3 separate regions of the Pan troglodytes genome follow, and regions 2 and 3 are each linked to region 1. A link is a contact called in public Hi-C and HiChIP or PLAC-seq data. All regions are on one chromosome and are shown on one strand. Each heading gives the region's core, a stretch centred on a gene start, on an enhancer-like site or on the middle of the called end of the contact. The rest is flanking DNA. Distances are from core to core; before and after follow the strand shown.

Region 1 (3,256 bases), core at 202-2,701:
ACTTTCTACATCAAGATAAGCATCCCAGAAGTCATTTACAAAATGGCACTTTTTTTGTCTCTTAGAAATGGGGTCTTGCTTTGCTGTCCAGGATGTAGTCCAGTGGCATGATCATAGCCCACTGCAGCCTTGACCTCCTGGGCTCAAGCAATCCTCCCAACTCGACCTCCCCAGTTGCTGGGACTACAGATGTACACCACCATGCCTGGCTAATTTTTTTAGTACAGATGGGGTCTCACTATTTTACCCAGGCTGCTCTCAAACTCCAGGGCTCAAGTAATCCTCAGCCTCCCAAAGTGCTGGCGTTACAGGCGTGATCCACCCTGCCTGGCCAACATATGTGATTTTTTTTTTTTTTTTTTTGAGACAGTCTTGCTCTATCGCCCAGGCTGGGGTGCAGTAGCGTGATCTCAGCTCACTGCAGCCTCCAAACTCTGCATCCCCGGTTCAAGCGATTCTCCTGTCTCAGCCTCCCAAGTAGCAGGGATTACAGGCACGTGCCACCACGCGCGGCTAATTTTTGTATTTTTAGTAGAGACGGGGTTTCACCATGTTGGCCAGGCTGGTCTACAACCCCTGAGCTCACGCAATCCGCCCGCTTGGGCCACCCAAAGTGCTGGGATTACAGGCGTCAGCCACAGCTGTAGCTTATTTAATGGGGCACTCAAGGCCTTTTGCTGCTGGCTCAACATCCCTTTCAGGCCTTCACTGACCTATGCCACACAGCACTTGCGCCCAGGGATAAAGAGCCGGATCAGCTTCTGCTCACCCCAGTCCTCTTGCCAGAAAGGCCCTCTGGCCTTTGTCCAGTTGCTGGACGCTGCCTCTTCTTTCTGGTTGGTCTCCTCCTCCAGGAGGCATTCGCGAACGCCCCAGTGGAGCCACACGGTCCATGCCTCTTCCACTTATTTCCCCAGGGCTCACATTCCACAACTACTAAATCAACACCGACACACTCATAAGCAGCCCCTTCCTCGTCCTTTTTTTCCTCCTGAGCTCGGGAACGTCTGCTGGGGGTGAGGGGGACTCGCAGACCACCCCCACCCCCGCCCCAGGCGGAGGTCGGGGGCCGTCACCTGGCCAGGTCTCCGGGGAACGGCTCGGGCGGCTGACACCGCAGTCCGCGAGAGGCGAGGAGGATCCTTGGACTGTGGGCAGGATCGCAGGCAGCGGAGGCCCTGCCCAGAAGGCGGGATCTGGGGACGATCCCCATTCCTGCCAGCCGCAGACGCGGAGCCCACAGGAGTCCCCGCAGCCCTAGCCCGTGCACCCACGGCGGAGCCGAGGCCGCGACTCCGGGCCTGTTGGCTGGAACCCGCAGCCGTGTCCCGGGCCGCCCCGGTCGCGGCCACCCCTGAGAGCCCTTGGCCCCGTTGTATCCCGCAGTGGCTTGGGGAGTGCGGGTCATCACGCCCACCCGCCAAGGCGGACGCCGGACCCTCCACTGCGCATGAGCGCCCACTGCGGCGCCGTTGCTGCGCATGAGTGTGCTTCCACCGCCTACATCTCCCAGAAAACCCCGCGGCGCGGCGCTCCACCGCTTCCTCCCTCGGGTTGCGTTAGCCGCGACGATGGCGCCCCCCAGCGGCAGCAGGGAGGCTGTGGGGGTCCTGGGCGTTGCGGTGTGCAGGTTTTCTGGGAGGATACCTGGCGCCGACCTTGAAGGGACCCCAACGTGAGAGGGAAAGACGCCCGTGATGCCAAGCCTTGGGCAGCGGACAGCCAAAATCCTGAAACCCCGCGGTGCTCCCTGTGATTCACTTTCCAGAGGCCCCTCAGTGCCCCGACGCTGGCCCGGAGGGCGGTCGCTATCTTGAGACTGAAGCTCACTTTCGGATCCTGGGCGTTCTTGCCAGGTTTTTCATTAATACAGAGAAAACCAGTGGCTTTGTGACAGTTAGTTTTGAAACTCCCTGAGGAGGGCCGAGCGCAGTGGCTCACGCCTGTAATCCTAGCGCTTTGGGAGGCCGAGGTGGGCGGATCCCCTGAGGTCAGGAGTTCAAGGCTAGCCTGGCCAACATGGTGAAACCCCGTCTACTAAAAATACAAAAAATTAGCCGGGTGTGGTGGCGGGCACCTGTAATCCCAGCTACTCAGGAAGGCTGAGGCAAGAGAATCGCTTGAACCCGGGAGGCGGAGGTTGCGGTGAGCCTAGATCGTGCCATTGCACTCCAGCCTGGGCAACAAGAGCGAAACTCAGTCTCAAAAGAAAGGGAGAAAGAGAGAGAGGAAGGGAGGAAGGAAGGAAGAAAAGAGAAAGAGTCTCTGAGGAGCAAGCAATTCCCTCAGCCAAAGAGGTAAGAACTGCAAAATTGATAAATATTGCATGTACCTTACCCCCAAATTTTATTAAGAACATTTTCAAACATGCAGAAAATTTGAAATGATTGTGTGGGCCTGGCACAGTGGCTCACGCCTGTACTTTCTGCACTTTGGGAGGCTGGGGAGGGAGGGTCGCTTGCGCTCAGGAGTTTGAGACCAGTCTGGGCAACATAGTGAGAACTCGTCTCTACAAAAAAATTTTAAAAATTAACCGGGCTTCGTGGCGCGCGCCTGTAGTCCCAGCTACTCAGGAGTCTGAGGCGGGAGGATCCCTTGAGCCCCGGGATGTTGAGGAATGATTGTACCACTGCACTCCAGCCTGGACGACAGAGCGAGACCCTGTCTCACAAGAAAAAAAAAAATTGTGTGAACACCCACGTACCCAGCCCCTGGGTTAGATAATTAATATTCGACAATATGTGCTTGATCCAAGTATCCATTATTGCATTTATTTCGATAGTAATTAAACAGGAGATTGAGTGACTATGGGCCAGCCGTGGAGGCTCATGCTTGTAATCTCACACTTTGAGAGGCTGAGGCAGGAGAATCACTGGAGCACAGGAGATCAAGCCTGCAGTGAGCTGTGATTGCACTTCAGCCCAGGTGACACAGTGAGACCCTGTCTCACAATAAAAAAATAAAAATGAGTGACTAATGGATTCAAGCCAATTAGCATCTGCTTATTAGCACATATGCTTTCTAGTTACATAAACTGAGTCAAAAGATTTCATTTCTCTAAAATTTTGTCATTTAACCATCAGAGTAGAGTATAACATACAGGGATGTATGAGGACTGCATTAGCTAATACCTGTGTGCTCTGCATGGTAAACCTTCAATGCAAATCCGCTGTTTAACTACTGAAGCACATTTCGGAAGAACTGCTACAAGTACAATTCGTAGATGCTAGCGAGAATGGCATAAATATTTAAAATA
Region 2 (3,142 bases), core at 366-2,865, 400 kb before region 1:
TAAAATGGTCTGGAGAGAAGAGTCCTGGGACTAGAACATAAAGTAAAAGTTGACGGGACTATGAAAGTTGGAATGTTAAACATGCTTTTTTTTTTAAGTTGTACTACCAATAAACTGAGTTCTTTCCCTACTTTGAATTGGTCACAAAAAAAAAGAACACCCAATTTGGGAAAAAAAAAAGGCAAGAAAGTTTTATTTCTGAGCAGAAATGGAGAATGAGTAAGCTCTTGCTCTAAATGCCTCTTCTCCCTGAACATAGAAGGCATGGGGTTTTTAAGAACTGAGCGGCCGGGCACAGTGGCTCATGCCTTTAATCCCAGCACTTTGGGAGGCCGAGACAGGTGGATCACCTGAGGTTGAGAGTTCGAGACCAGCCTGACCAACATGGAGAAACCCCGTCTCTACTAAAAATACAAAATTAGCCGGATATGGTGGCTCATGCCTGTAATCCCAGCCATAACATTAATTTATTAGGCAAAACACTCCTTGCCATGGAAACAGAAATAAAGAATAGCCACTTCCCAGCAATAACATGAACTCCTGGATTTAAGACACAACCAATATCAACAGGTGGAGAGCATCTTCTGCATACGTGCTCCACCTTTGAAAACTGCAGCCATTTATCACTACCAAAATAGTATTTCTTTCATTGGTCTTCCTGTAAGATTGATAAATCTTAGATAAATTAATCCAGAATTAATTGAATATAAGTTGGAATCTCAAGCGAGGGATACTAAGTGGATAAAAGTGTTGCTCAATGTACTGGACACTATGATTGATTTTATAGGCAGGAGAGTTGTCTTCTGTGGGAATCACAGACAGAGATTCAGCATGTATTCCTGCTTTAGGGAACACAACATTTCTCCTCTATCTTCCTTGTCTTGTCCTATCTGGATTAGTTCTCTCTTGTCCCTGACAGACTGAGAAACTGACTCTAATGCCTCAGAGTGCATTTATGTGAATTTATAACACAATAATGTTTATCAGCCTCTGCTCCCAGTACCGGGATTTTGCGACTGAAAGACTGTTCAAAACGTTATGATAATTTGGATTTTTAGTCTTTGGGGGCATCCTAAATAATAAGTTTAGCATCGGAGAGCTCGAGTTCCCCAAAATCTAAAATAATATTTTTTCAAATACTTGAGTGATCAGTTACAGACACTAATCTCCAAAAATCTCAATACGGGTTCTAAGGCTAGGTGAGACTAACCTCTACCCTAGAAGGACATGCACTTTAAGGACAGACCGCTGAGGTGGAGCTGGGCCTTTCCTGCAAGTAAGTGAGCATGATGGTAGGGTATACCTGACAGCATAGTTTGACAGGGGATATAGACTTTCAAGGAGAAAATAGACATGAAATAGATACATGCAGAAGTATAGTCAAATTGAGGGAAGATGACACTTAGGCCAGAGTGGTGTTTATTCACCACTCTGTGCAATCAAGCGCCTCTGAGAAGGCCTTCTTTACCGCCTTGGAACTGTCTTGAAACCTGAGGAAACTACATAACCCAGAAATCTCTGCGTCGAATGACAGCGCGTCAGAGCCAATGAAGGCTCAAAATAAAGGCGTTTCCGCGGAAACAGTATAAAGGTGGGACTTCCGGCGTCCTCTACTAGTGGCCATTTTGATTGGCTTTGGGTGTATTTTCCAGTGAGAGACCGCGGAGTGTTGGGTCGTGTAGAAGTGACTGAACCCAGAAGGTGGAGACGAGACGTTGTCCCGACTGCACAGAGGCTGCTCTGCAGCTCCTTAAAGGCGCTAGGCGTGACCCGCACCAAGGCCGGGATCGGGACCACCGTGCCCGGGTACCTGCACTGCTCGCCCCCTCCTTTCGACCCCGCTTTCCCCACCCAGTCGGATGGCGGCGGCCGCGCTGAGGCCCCCGGCTCAGGTAATTGTGGCGTCTTCCGTGCCCTCAGGTCACCTCATCTTTACCTAAGTCCAAAAGCAGAGAGGAAGCGGCGCCTGCTCAAGGTTCTACAGCCTGAACCCGGCGCCACTGAGGCGCTCTCTATGGGCCCCCGTTTTTGACACCCGCGGGATGCGCTCAGGAGAGCTACAGGCACAGGGAGCGGTGCAGGCAAAGGCCTGGAGATGAACTGAGCCGAGAGCATCGTAACCTAGGGTCCACAGGCACCTGTCGGGAGCAAAGTGTGAGGCAGAGCTCCTCCTGGAAGAGCAGGCTGAGAACTGTGTATTCACCCTGAGAACGCTGGAAGCCATGGACAGCTTCCAGCAAAGGAAGGAAAAGATCAATGTCCAGGCTTTAAAGGTTTCCCAAAGTCCAGTCGAAAAAGAACACAGGGGATGACTTTCGGGCCCTGGGAGGTTGAATTCTTGTTCAACCTCTACAGATCAGATAGGTGCTAAGAGATGACATTTTGTACTGAGGCGCTCAGTTCAGACAACCAACTCGCGTTTACCTAGTTACAGGGCCAAGAAAGAGTTCAGGGAGGCCTGAGCTTATCAAATCTCATCAGGGATACATTCTTGTAGCTTGTGCCTCTCCTCTCAGGAACACCTGGCTGCAGAAGCACTTGCAGAACCTCCGCAGGGAAGCGGAGGGTGTTATTCCCTCACTGGCCCTAACTCCTATCCACATGCTCTTTAGATTGGGATGTCCTGGGATTCTTAGGTACCTTTTTTTTTTTTTTTTTAAGTTTTTTGATATGGGAACCCTGGAGGAACCTTAAACCCAGGATCCTAAGTCTGTGACACAGGATATATGGAGGTATTCCCATTTCTGTCAACCAGTATAAACATACTTGGAAGGTTAACCCAGGAGTTAGTACCAGGATGTGAAATGCTTAGAGGTGAAACTGACCAGAGGGAGGAGGTGATGTTGCCACAGTTTCATCTGGCTGTAGTCTCCTCTGGCTCTACAGTGGAGAACAGACTGTGGGGTTGAGAGAGGAGGAAATAAGATGAGAGTTGAGGCTTTTGCCGTAATCCAAGTGAGGGTTAACAGACTAAGATTCATGGCTAAGGAGATGTGGCTGGATTCAAAGTTGATATTTTGTAACAAGCATCTAGGTTTCCTAATATGCAAAGTAAGGGCATGAAGAGAGCAATCAGGAGCCCGAGGTTTTTGGTCTTAGTAGCTGTAGCTATGGAAGCTGCATCAGCTGAGATGAGCATGTT
Region 3 (3,093 bases), core at 542-3,041, 470 kb before region 1:
ATGCTTGTAACCCCAGCTACTCAGGAGGCTGAGGCAGGAGAATCGCTTGAACCCGGGAGGTAGAGGTTGCAGTGAGCTGAGATCGCGCCACTGCACTCCACCCTGGGTGACAGAGCAAGACACTGTCTCAAGAACAAAAACAAAAAAGCCCAGGCGCAGTGGCTCACCTGAGGTCAGGAGTTCAAGACCAGCCTGGCCAACATGGTAAAACCCTCGCTCTACTGAAAATACAGAAATTAGCCGGGCATGGTGGCTGGCGCCTGTAGTGCCAGCCACTTGGGAGGCTGAGGCAGAAGAATTGCTTGAACCTGGGAGGTGGAACTTGTGGTGAGCCAAGATCAAGCCATTGCACTCTAGCCTGGGCAACAGAGTGAGACTCCGTCTGGGGAAAAAAAAAAAAAAAAAAAAAAAGAACTGATAAACAAATTCACCTGTGTAGCTGAATTCAAAGTCAACATGCAAAAGTCAACATGTAAAACTCATATGCCCTTCCATACACTAACAATGAAAAATCTGAAAAGGAAATTAAGAAAACAATATCATTTGCAATAGTAATGTATATGGCCAAATGATCTCAACAAGGCTACCAAGACCACTCAATGGGGAAACGATGATCTTTTCAGCAAATGATGCTGGGAAAACGAAATATTCACATGCTAAGGAATGAAGGTGAACCCTTACCTAACACCAAAAACACAAATGAACTCAAAATGGACTAACAACCTAAACATAAGACCCAAAACTATAAAACACTTAAAAGAAAATATAGGGTGAAAGTTTTATGACATTGAATTTGGCCATAATTTCTTGGATTTGACACCAAATACACATGTGACAAAAGAAAAATAGACCAATTAGACTTCATGAAAATTAAAACTTTAGTATATCAAACAATAACAAAGTGAAAGAGAAACCTATTTAATGAGAACAAAATACAGGTTGAATATCCCTGAGCCAAAAATCTAAAATCCAAAATGCTCCAAAATCCAATTTTTTTTTTTCTTTTTTTTTTTTTCTGGAGACGGAGTCTCCCCCTGTCGCCCAGGCTGGAGTGCAATGGCGCGATCTCGACTCACTGCAACCTCTGCCTCCCAGGTTCAAACGATTCTCCTGCCTCAGCCTCCCAAGTACTGGGATTACAGGCGCTCGCCACCATGCCCAGCTAATTTTTGTATTTTTAGTAGAGACAGGGTTTCACCATGTTGGCCAGGCTGGTCTCGAACTCCTGATCGCGTGATCCACCCACCTCGGCCTCCCAAAGTGCTGGGATTACAGGCGTGAACCACTGCGCCCGGCCCGCCCGACTAATTTTTGTATTTTTAGTAGAGATGGGGTTCCGCCATGTTGGCCAGCCTGGTCTCGAACTTCTGACCTCAGGTGATCCGCCCGCCTCGGCCTTCTAAAGTGCTGGGATTACAGGCGTGAGCCACCGCGCCCAACCCCCTGAAATAATATTTTTTGCCTCTAGGGGCACCCTGAGCTTCGTGGAGTCTGAAATAATGTCTCTAAACACTTAAGTGATCAGTTACGGAAAACACTTCCCAGAAATCTGGGAAAAGCCCCTTTAAGAAGGAGTAAATACTTCCTTCTCCCCTAGAGGCCGAAGTCGCCATTTCCCTGCACGGGGCACAGCACCTCAGAATACAAGTTCGCAGAGGTCAAAGCAGTGGACACACTCCGAAGAGCTCCGTGGAGTTTTGGAAACTACATTATCCAGAGTGCAGAGCGCAAAACGGCGGCGGAGTTGAGCCAATGACAGCCCAAGATAGGAACACTTCCGCGCATGTGCAGCGCGACGGGCCGGAACTTCCGGCGTCCTCCTCGTGGCGGTCATTTTGGCCTCTGTCCTGTCTGTCCAGCCCGCCAGTCTGCAGCGGAGGTCGCGACTGAGGGACGGGACAGAGAAGGCGCGAAAGTGGGCCAGAGGTTCTGCGACGCCACCTCGGGTGAGCTGCGCCAGGCCCGGGATAGGGACTGTTGTGTTCGAATGCCCGCCCCGGTCGGCCGCCACTCCCTGCCTAGTCCACGGAGCTCAATGGCGGCAGTCGCGCTGAGGGACTCGGCTCAGGTGAGTTGTGCGTCCTCCGGGTCTCGCCTACTCTCCCCCAGCAGAAGCCCTAAGGCCCAGTGAGGGATGCCTGCTCACAGCCCTGCAGCCCAGGCCCCAGTACCCTGGACAAGAAGGCGCTTGTGGATTGGACCCGTTTGTGACGCCCAGTGTGTACGGAAATGTGACGGGCAGGGGACTGGCGCGTGCAGAACTTGGAGCTGCGACTAAGCTGGGGGGGATTCAGGAGCCTGGGGTCCATCTCGGGTCTGCAGGAACATAGAGTGAGGCAGAGTTGCACCTGACGAATTTGACGATTCTGAGGACACTGGCAGCCTTCGAGATTTGTGAACAGATAGGGACACTGGGCTAGGATTTCCTAAAGCTATCCAAAAGTTGCTCAGGGGAAGAACAGGCTGAAGAGAGGTAATAGTAGTTAGGCATATGAAGACTGAGTTCTTGTCCAAGCTCACGCAGCTGGTAAATTCAGCACTGAGAACTGAGGTGCGGAGATAGTGCAGCCAGCCCAGGCCACCTGGCTCCAAAACTGGCCCAGGGTCATTGGGCGACCTGAGCCTCGCCACTCGTCTAGCCTTGGGCCCTGAGACTTTGAGCAAATACAAAGCCCAGAGTCTTAAGTCCAGGTTGGATTATATGAAGCTGTTGGCAGCTGGGGGAAAGGAGATGTAGAAGGTTGTCCAAGGCAAAGTTACCAGTATATGCTAAGTTTGGAGAGGAGGCTGAGATAGTTCAGGAACCTACAATTATTTTCTTCTCATGAGAACAGGGAGCAGTGTGGTAGAAGTCAGACCCGGAATGGTTCCCTGAGAAGTTGAGTTGTCTGTTCGTTACTTAATAGTAACAGTGGGAGTTTTGGAGTGGAAGAGGGAGGTGATCTGGTTCTGGTCTTATTAGGCTCCCTGTGGCTGCAGCATGGGAAGCCGACTGAAGGATGAGGTGGGGAGACCTGGGAGGAGACTACTGGGATAGGCCAGGTGAATGTGATAGAATGTGATAGGCCAAAATGGTGGCTGTGAAGATGCGAG

What was found. A called contact is a pair of places that touch in the nucleus more often than the background predicts. HiChIP or PLAC-seq counts read pairs in DNA pulled down with a chosen protein or histone mark.
Region 2: a Hi-C map of stem cell-derived neural progenitor cells shows a contact between it and region 1, with 5 times the contacts expected there. The contact joins the promoter of ZNF776 here to the promoter of ZNF329 in region 1. A contact is called at or near these places in 2 of 7 Hi-C or Micro-C datasets (blood and stem cell-derived neural progenitor cells) and 1 of 1 datasets of contacts at active chromatin or transcription factors (stem cell-derived excitatory neurons).
Region 3: a contact with region 1 is called in an H3K4me3 HiChIP or PLAC-seq map of stem cell-derived excitatory neurons, with 4 times the contacts expected there. The contact joins the promoter of ZNF551 here to the promoter of ZNF329 in region 1. A contact is called at or near these places in 1 of 7 Hi-C or Micro-C datasets (stem cell-derived neural progenitor cells) and 1 of 1 datasets of contacts at active chromatin or transcription factors (stem cell-derived excitatory neurons).

The regions. Positions count from the first base shown.
Region 1 is chr20:61,091,642-61,094,897 of NHGRI_mPanTro3-v2.0_pri, forward strand. ZNF329 (zinc finger protein 329) reads right to left here and starts at 1,452. Exons shown (of 4, transcript XR_010153990.1): 1 at 770-1,452. ZNF274 (zinc finger protein 274) reads left to right here and starts at 2,238. Exons shown (of 5, transcript XM_009436586.5): 1 at 2,238-2,297.
Region 2 is chr20:60,687,071-60,690,212 of NHGRI_mPanTro3-v2.0_pri, forward strand. ZNF776 (zinc finger protein 776) reads left to right here and starts at 1,616. Exons shown (of 4, transcript XR_010153984.1): 1 at 1,616-1,892.
Region 3 is chr20:60,622,068-60,625,160 of NHGRI_mPanTro3-v2.0_pri, forward strand. It overlaps ZNF551 (zinc finger protein 551), which reads left to right and starts at 1,792. Exons shown (of 3, transcript XM_003316701.7): 1 at 1,792-2,068. The coding sequence starts at 1,988.